Regions from separate parts of the Mus musculus genome. Here region 2 is linked to region 1. Evidence: chromatin contacts called from public promoter capture Hi-C data. All regions are on one chromosome and are shown on one strand. The core of a region is the stretch at or near the end of the contact, and the rest is flanking DNA. Distances in the headings are between cores, read along the strand shown.

Evidence for each region. Promoter capture Hi-C pulls out the DNA fragments that hold promoters and counts their contacts.
Region 2: a promoter capture Hi-C map of maxillary cranial neural crest shows a contact between it and region 1, with 2.4 times the contacts expected there. The contact joins the enhancer-like site here to the promoter of Kif26b in region 1. A contact is called at or near these places in 2 of 39 promoter capture datasets (the 3T3-L1 cell line and maxillary cranial neural crest), 3 of 484 Hi-C or Micro-C datasets (the HL-1 cell line, cranial neural crest and embryonic stem cells), 4 of 115 datasets of contacts at active chromatin or transcription factors (embryonic limb bud and embryonic stem cells) and 2 of 9 other capture datasets (adipose tissue and liver).

The regions. Positions count from the first base shown.
Region 1 is chr1:178,526,667-178,530,996 of GRCm38.p6, forward strand. Kif26b (kinesin family member 26B) reads left to right here and starts at 2,459. Exons shown (of 15, transcript NM_001161665.1): 1 at 2,459-2,959; 2 at 3,723-4,124. The coding sequence starts at 2,897.
Region 2 is chr1:178,567,139-178,571,612 of GRCm38.p6, forward strand. All of the region lies in intron 2 of Kif26b (kinesin family member 26B), which reads left to right. Among named protein-coding and RNA genes, the nearest start is that of Kif26b, 40 kb to the left of the region's middle. Within about 2 kb of position 1,608, at least 19 of the 459 cell types and tissues checked have an H3K27ac peak or open chromatin away from gene starts, as enhancers often do.

The DNA of each region.
Region 1 (4,330 bases), core at 1,209-3,708:
TTCATATGAGAGTCATTAGAGCTAGGGGCTCAGTCAAAGGACCAGAGAATATGAAAACATTATTCAATTAAAAAGAAAGGCAAGTGGGGGGGGGCGTGTAAGACAGCAAAATAGGAAACAGACCCATGCAAACAGTAACAGGAAACCCCAAACCATGTTAAGCCAAACACAAAAGATATTCGGATTCTCTAGACCAAAAATAAATAAATAAATAAATAAAAATAAAAAATCAAGATCAGTCAAAAGTGAACTGTGGTGATGGAGGCCGGAACAGTAACTGCTAATTGTTAATGTGGGGTGGGACTGCTGGGAAGGGGGGGGGCGGGTCAGTGAGAAGAATTTACACCTTAATTTGGGGACTATATTAGATTGTATATATATATATATATTAGATTGTGTATGTATATATATTATATATATATTATATATATTAGATTGTATATATATATTAGATTGTATATATATATTGTATATATATACATATATAGATATATTCGTGTATGTATTTATTTATAGAAACTCATGGAATTTTACACTTAAATTTTATGCATTTCACTGTATGTAGATTTTACATCAACTCTCTTGAGGAGCCGCCATCTATAAAATTTCACCAACAGAGGGCGCTCCGAGCCCATCAAACGCCGGGGACCGAAGATATTTTGAGATGCACATCAGATCTCAGGGCTCATCATTCTTCAGGACGAATCGTGCAGCTCCGCAATGGCTCTCCCTTCGACACCCCACCTTTCCCACTTCGGGCTTCACGGGCTCGTCCATTTCACCTGGCCACATGCTGCTTTGAGGCTGATAAGCCGCGCGTAGCTAATGGCGACGATATTTTCCGCGGCACCTAGGCAGAATACAGATGCGGCTGCAGTTGGGCTGCCTGGAGGCTACCAGTCCCCCTAAGGTCTTCGGCAGATATGATCGCGTTGAAATTGGAAGTAGGAACGTAATGGAAACTTCCACAGTGTTCTCAACATCTTCATTTTGACCTTCTCGCCTCGCTTTAGAGGCTATGAAATATCCGGGGTGCACCAGCTGCAGAGGGCGCTGGGCGGGGATGGCGATGCCCGGGAGGCGCCGAAGGTTCACACAGGAAGACAGGAGGGGGGGGCGTTGCCCCGGGTTCTAGCACCCCAATTGTTGTATTCTGCCCCCTCCTTTCTCTTGCATATGTTGAAGGAAGACAGCGACTAGGGAAGCCCGAAATGTCCTCCTGCCCCCGCCTAGCCCCAGGCCAGGTCTTTCCGGGGTACCCAGATGCCATTACACCACACGTGATCTCCGCGCCCGGCTGGTCCCGCAGGAGGCGTCTCGTGGGGTGTTAATTAAAGGTCACAACAAAATAGACCTGCCGGCTCACCAGAAGAAATGTCCTCCCGGGAAATGAAAAATGACACCCCGGAGCAGCCACGTGTGGAGCCCGGCGTACGCCGGCTTCCTGCGCTCCTGGGCGCTGCGCCGGGCGGGGGACGGGAATCAGACAGCGGGCGACAGCTGGGTGCTCTGGAGATCCCACAGGTCCGGGTGCTGGCAGGCAACCGTGCAAAGGGGCAAGGGGACGATCCCAGTCCCCGAGGTCGATCAGCTCGCGCCACACCCCCTCTCCAGGCCCGCGCAGTCCTTCCGCGCGCGTTCGGCGCGACCAATCCCTCAGTTTCCCCAGCCTGGCAGCTACAGGCTGGGTCTCGGGCTCACCTGTGCAGGTCTCGGGAGGTTTTCCCTTCATTAACAGGGGCTTGGGCCCGTGGGCGGGCGCGGGAAGGGGGGCTCAAGGCTCCCGGTGCTCAAATCGGGGTCCAGGGGAGGAGGGTCCCCTGGCCCGCTGGGGCTAGGAGGGCGAATCAAGACAAGGTTTGCCAGGCAGGTCTGGGAGAACAAAGGGCGGGGGGGTTGGTCCCGGCCTGTTTGCGGACTTGTTTGTGACTCAATCCGTTTGCACGGCTTTTCAAAGGCAGACCTGCACGCCTTGCCAGGAAGAGACCAGCTCTCGGGGAGGGGGGCGGGGAGGCCTGGGTGCTGCGTTTCAGCGCAGCTCGGCCGACTCCGAGCTACAGGCTCGCGCGCTGGATAGCACCGGAGCCCGGGGCTGTGGGCCCCTCGCCAGCAACTTCCCCGCCCGGAGCCAGATTTACGACCCCACCCCCGCCCCGGCTGCGCCTGGCGATGCCAGGCCCAAGCGCCGCGCCGTAAATGGATCGCGGCAGGCGAGGCGGCGGCGGCGGCCCGGCGGGCTCCGAGGCGGCGGGGCTGAGGTTCCCTAGGCTCCGCGCTGCTCCCGGACGGACACACGCGTCCTGACCGCGGGCTGCTCTCCGGCCGCGTACAGCCGCCCTCTCCTTGCCCTGCGCGCAACTGTCAGGAGAAAACGGGACGGCGCATATTGGCTCGGCGACACGCCGTGGCTCCTCCCCGAGTCTGGATCCTTATATTTTGGGAGAATTTCTTTGAACTCAGTTAGCGAGCTCGGGGAAGGAGGCAAGTTCCCACCGCCGGCTCGGCTCGGCGAGGGCTCGCCCACCTTCCCTGCAGCCTCCCTGCGTCCTCGCCGCCGTCCTCCTCCGTTTCGGCCCCGCTAGAGGAGAACGCGCGCTGGCCGGGTGGAGGAAAATGCTAGCGATCTGGATGTGACCGCGAAGAGAGGACGCGTGGCTGGAGGAGGCAGAGAGATGAGAAGACCCATTATTTGAGAACCACCAGCCGTTCCAACCTTTCCTGCAAATTGGTGCTATTACTTCTGGGGTCCATTTGCTTTCATTCTTCCCAACCCCCCATTAAGAAATCTTGACTTGAGGACCAACCCCTACCACGAGGGGGGACGCGTCTGGGTTGGCAGACCTTTTGGATGTAGCCTTGTGGGAACATTTAGACCCTTTCCTCTGGAAGAGCCACCATGAATTCGGTAGCCGGAAATAAAGAGAGGCTTGCGGTCTCCACCAGGGGCAAGAAATACGGGGTAAGTTGTGGCGGTGTCCACGAGGAGATGCGTTTCCAGGGACTCATCTGAGTGGGTGTCCTCTGCTTCCCGGGAGCCGGCGGCGGATGCAGGGTCCCCAGCTCTCGGGTGCACCGGCGTCCCCACGGCCGGCGGGGTCGTGCGTGCATGGAGGCGGGTCTGCAGCTCGCCTGGCTACGGGAATGTCTTCAGCCCTTGGTTCCTCCCTTTCCTCACACCCTTAACTTTTGCAGTATTTCGGGACTTGCAGACAGAGTTAAGCCGAGGGGGAGCATTTCCCAGGAATTCCTCTGCTCTTCCCTCGGATCGCTGCCCTGGAGCGGGGAGCCCGTTTGCTTTACCTGCAGGACCTGGGGTGGGGGCTGTTCCCCGAATGAGTAAACATCCAGAAGTCACAGTCACCCACCCTGCGATAGGGTGTTCTAGGACTGTGTACCTAGGCCCTTGCTGGGGTGGGTACCGGGTTTGAAAGAGTAGGGCGCTGGATTTCTGGGTGTTCTCGCAGAAGCTGCAGGATATCCACACCCCGCAAGCTCTTGTGCTGACCCCAGGAGGAATGGAGGGGGACCTGCGTGCGGGTCACTCTGGCGAGGGTGGGTGGGACAGGACTTCCTTAAGGATTGGTCACTTGAAGGATGGAGATAGATGGAGGGCAGGTTTGCATCAGTGCGGGCAGGACGGCGACCCCCCCCCCCCACCAGCCCTCCGCCGCACGGGGGACTGATGGCTCTACAGGGCCTGACGCCGCGCGTCTCTCCGGCAGGTGAACGAAATGTGCTCGCCCACCAAGCCCTCAGCGCCCTGCTCTCCTGAGAGCTGGTACCGCAAGGCTTACGAGGAGTCGCGCGCCGGCAGCCGGCCCACCCCGGAGGGAGCAGGCTCTGCGCTGGGCTCATCGGGCACCCCGTCCCCGGGCTCGGGCACCTCGTCCCCGAGCTCCTTCACCGGCTCTCCGGGACCTGCATCTCCGGGCATTGGTACCAGCTCGCCCGGCTCTCTGGGCGGCTCACCCGGCTTCGGCACCGGCTCCCCTGGCTCGGGCAGCGGCGGCGGCTCCTCCCCCGGCTCCGACCGCGGCGTCTGGTGCGAGAACTGTAACGCCCGCTTGGTGGAGCTGAAGAGGCAGGCTCTCAAGCTGCTGCTGCCGGGACCCCTCCCGGGAAAGGTGAGCTACTGCGGGGTGCTCTGCGGGAAGATGCGCCCCACCTTAGGATGCTGCCTCGAGGCGCCCGGGTGTAAGGCCCCTAGCTGAGCACCCGGCTTCGCGGCGCCAGGGGATGCCCCCAGTGGGTTAGCCATACAGGTTCTCCCTACCCTGTCTGCAGCAGCATGCCAAAGGGGGCACTAACAGCCAGCTGCTGCGAGTTCCAG
Region 2 (4,474 bases), core at 358-2,857, 40 kb after region 1:
TCTTTACTAGCTTATTTATTTTTAATTTCCAAGATGGGGCCTACAATATTCCCACATCTCATTTCTCTCCTAAATCTCATTCTCGCAGATGCTCACGGAAGGACAGGGAAGCTATGGCTGCCGCACGTTGCATTCAGTGAGGAGCTGGGTTTTAGAGACCGTGTTTTATTTCCTCTTTGGTCTCTTGAGTCTGGTTGATCTTGTCTAGAGCCCTGATAATCTCCTAGACAAAATATTTAAATCTTCTGCAGCTCGAGCGGCTTTGAGGCAGGAATATTGTGGCTGAAATCCTAAATATTTTGGAATATCATTAATGGGAGGGTTACACAGCAGATGTGGTTCGCAGGCTCCATCCCCAGAGAATGTTAGAATCTTTGTGTTGGGAAGTGTACGTGAATAGTCATCAGATTCTCCAGCCTCCTAATTCTGTAATTTTTTTGTCCTTTGAGGCTGACTCCCACTTTCCTCCATCTGCCTCTGGTTATCCTCATTTTTTTTTTTTTTGGTCTTTGTTTTCAGAAAAGGATAAAAAAGTGTTTGCACTAAAGGAGGGACAGAGGATGGCATTGTTACTAGGACTGTTGCTGTTATGTTTTCTGGGCAGGGGGCACTGACTGCCTTTTCCCAGAGACTAAAGCTTCATGTCTAAGAAGCCATTCTTGTAACTGTTGAATTTCAGATGTAGGCTGATTAGGGAGTCAAGGGTTTCCCCAAACGCTCTCCATCATAATGTATAGAAACAGGTATAATTGTAGCTTCATGATGAGCTTCAGTGCTGGGTGTTTTTCAGAAGAGCTGAAGGCTCTTGTGTGACCTGCCAGTTGTTCCTTTTTCTTGTTTTGTGTAAAAGGCAAAAGGACTTTTTTCTGTCCTGGGCATCATTAGCGACCCTGAGAGGGAGAGTTTGTTTCTTTCATTCTGCTGTGTGTGACAGAAGCCGGGGACTTTCTCCTGGCCACACAGCTGGGAGCTGAAGCTGGTGTGAGCTCTGCCTCAAGGCTCTAGCTCTCCCGTGTGGGTGAGGAACCATTCAGTGTCAACATTGCCTCTCCCCTCTTGCTTCTGAACCACTGCAAGGTAAACTTGCCAATAGGCTGAGTTGGTTCCATTTTGAATTTAGCTAACAGTTATTATTGTGTGGATCTGTGTGTGCATGAAGGGTACACGTGAGTGCACATGTGTGTCACACGTGTAGAGGTCAGGGAACAATTTTGTGGAGTCAACAATTTTGAAGGAGTCTTTCCTTTCACCTTTATCTAGGTTGTGGGGTTCTCTTATTGTTGTTGTTGTCTTTGTTGTATACTTAGGTAGACAGCCTCCTTCAGCAAGCACCTTTACCTGCTGAGCCATCTTCCATTTTGTGTGTGTGTGTGTACGTATGTGTGTGTACGTATGTGTGTGTGTATGTGTCCTTGTGTCTGTGTGTGTCTCTGTGTCTCTGTGTGTGTATGTGTGTGTATCTCTGTGTGTGTATGTGTGTGTCTGTGTGTCTCTGTGTGTGTGTGTGCGCATGCTGAGTGCCTTCCTGGGGTACTGGTGATACTCCCAGATCCAGGAAGATGTGGTGAGGAGTCTAAAGTCTCTGTATTTCCACATTCACCACATTTGCTTCCTGACCTACAGCCTGCACAACTTCTGTGCCCTCTGCAGCTCTGCATTCAGAAAGGCTATCAGCCACCTGGATAATTGCTCCTTTATAACTGCAGACAACCGGGGAGTGGATAACGACAATAAATGGCTTGTAATTCTAGGTCTTAGATCTTTGCTGTAACATAAAGTCTGCTCTCCAGTTCCTTGTGTTCACAACCTGGAGAAGTCAAAGCTAACCGTTAGAGAAGTCATTGCCCACCATTCATGCCCTGCCCTCAGATGGGAACAAGCTTCCCTTTTTGGGGCCTGGAGGTGGGGGTGGGGCAAGGGAGACATTTCTAATTTTGCCATGCTTCTGTAGGAATTTTTTTAAATGGGGGTATGTTTTCACCCCCAGCTATTCCTCACCACAGGAGTCTGATTGTATCTGAGGAGGTGGCCCAAGCTTCAGGGTCTTTTATTTCCTGTTGGGGTTTTAAAGTTACCCTTGTTTAGTTTGATTCCATTTTATAAGTCAGCCTGAATGTTGGAAGGCAGGCGGCCTGTTAGTCCATGTTATGGCTTTGGGGCATAAGAATCACAGGGCAGCTTTCTTTGCAATTGCCAGGCAGACATATGTCCTCAATTATCCCATTTGGAAGGACTAGGCTCTTTGTACCACCCCTCCCCCAAGGTCTCCCGCTGTCATGACCAGGATCGGAAAGATCTGGGAATATGGGGGTAGGAAAGTTAAAATGTATGTGCCAGGCCCTTTATAACACTGGCCTCTGTCCTTACTCCTGCTTGGGTATCCTCAGAATCAACTAAGCTGTTTCTGGGAAAAGATCACAAAATTCATCTACCCTGGAGGACACAGGCCAAAGGGTTAGTGGAGAGACCATGGACATAAGAGATGGACAGACCTAAGGTCTTTTTTCTGGTCTAGTTGTTTCAACTTGGGAAAGGTCACTTAATTATCCTGTCCAAAATCCATCCTCTCTGTCTGTAATCTTGGGGATGGTACCTAGGATTTAATGCACACCTGGCAAGTGCTCTACTATTTTTATTTATTTATTTCGGGTTTTTTTTCCCTTATTTATTTTTGAGACAGGGTCTTATGTAGCCCAGGCTGGCCTCAATAGTTATGAAGCTTACACCTGCTTACACCTTACACCTGCTGCCTGCACCTCTTAAGTACTGGACTTACAGGCCTGGCTTTTTATTTTATTTTGAGACAAAGTCCCATTAAGTTGCTCAGGCTGCCCTTGAATTTGTGATCCTTCTGCCTCCGCCTCTGGAAAACAGCTGGCGATTTGTTAAATTTTCTGACTCCCAATCTCTCCATTTGGAAATGAAGTGAAGCTGTAAGGAAACTGATTTTGGCTCCATAAGAGACTGGACATATGGACAGTTTTTGTATAGGGGCTTCCCTGAGTGACTTCTGAGTCTCAGGCATTTAATAACGATACCTATTTCCCCCCTTGCCTCTTTCTGTGTGGATTTTCACCCAGACACCTTGCCAGTCATGTTTCAAGACGAACAGCGTGGCTCTTCTTTCAGCCTGGGCTCCCAACCCTGTAGATTTTACCTTGGCAGATAGATTACTGCATCTAGAGGTTGCACGTAGGTAATACTATATGGATCTCTGGAGTTACCACGGAGTCAGCATTTGTCCCTGCTTAACTTTATATTGAGCCAAGAAGCGAATCATTTCATTCTCTCATCATGGGGTTTTATGGTATTGCTCTGGCTGGCCCTGGGCTTCCAGGTGTAAGGCATTCTTTTATCTCAGCTTCCATGTGGTTCATTTTGGTTTATGGTTTCACCCAAACTTGCCTGACCTCGTTGGTTTTGGTCTTTTGTGAGGTAGCGCCAACCAGAGTGTGGGAAGAGAGACCCGATCACCTTCTGGAATTCAGGAAACAAAGGAAGACAAGAGAGAGAGAGTGCCTCACTCAAGCTAGTTTCCTCCTGAAGATTTCCCCATTTCTCTATAGGCTGGGGACAAACCTCTGGAGCTTCGGGGCAGTCTGGGTCCAAACTATGAGCATTCCTCTCCCAGCTCAGAGAGGCACATCTCCATTGCATGGAGCAAATTGCATCTCAGCTGACAACTTTCCTCTAAGTTTAAACTGGTTCAGAAGTTCTGGAAAGTCCTTGTTCAAATTCTCCTCTGAAGCTGTAAGGCAGATTCAAATATGAGCCCTGGGAGAAAAGTCAAAAGAGCAAATCCATGCTTCTAAAATACAGAAGCAGGGGACACACATGCTGCTTGAAGCCCCTCTACCACTGGTCTGAAGCTATAGTGAAATACACCTATGTTTTAAGGTTCTGGAAAAATCCCTTTATAGCTCCATGTGAGTCTCAAAACAAATAGGTCTCTTAAAGGACTCAGGGTTTAGCCCCCCCCCCCCAACCACCACAAACTGCATCCTTTGTGCCATTTCTTAACTGCTCATTTACGAGCCCTGATTGGAGCCATAAAAGAGCATCTGTGTGTTTTCAGCATCCTTGTGCTACCTCCCAGCAACGCCTCCTTCACGCACTGCAGTTTGTGCACACCAGGGTACCAGATACTATTAAAAGCACCATTACTATGTTTTATTGTTGTTGGTAGGTGCAGTTTCTTCCCAGCGTTTGCTGGAATAACTTCTGGAATTTGTGGTAGCATCATCATTAAGGTGTGTGGAAAGTAAACAGACTCTTGTTCTTCAGGAAAATTTGACCAGGGTAGAGAAATGCCGCCGCCATGTTGGCTCTTCTCATGAGAATCCAGGAAAACTCCAGGAAATGCACACTGACAATCAAAACTTGTAGTACTGATGACCATAGGGATGCGGTGAGGGTGACATTTCCACAGTAATGACGGAGTTGTCACATTCCCCTGAGAGAGCAAAACAGCTTG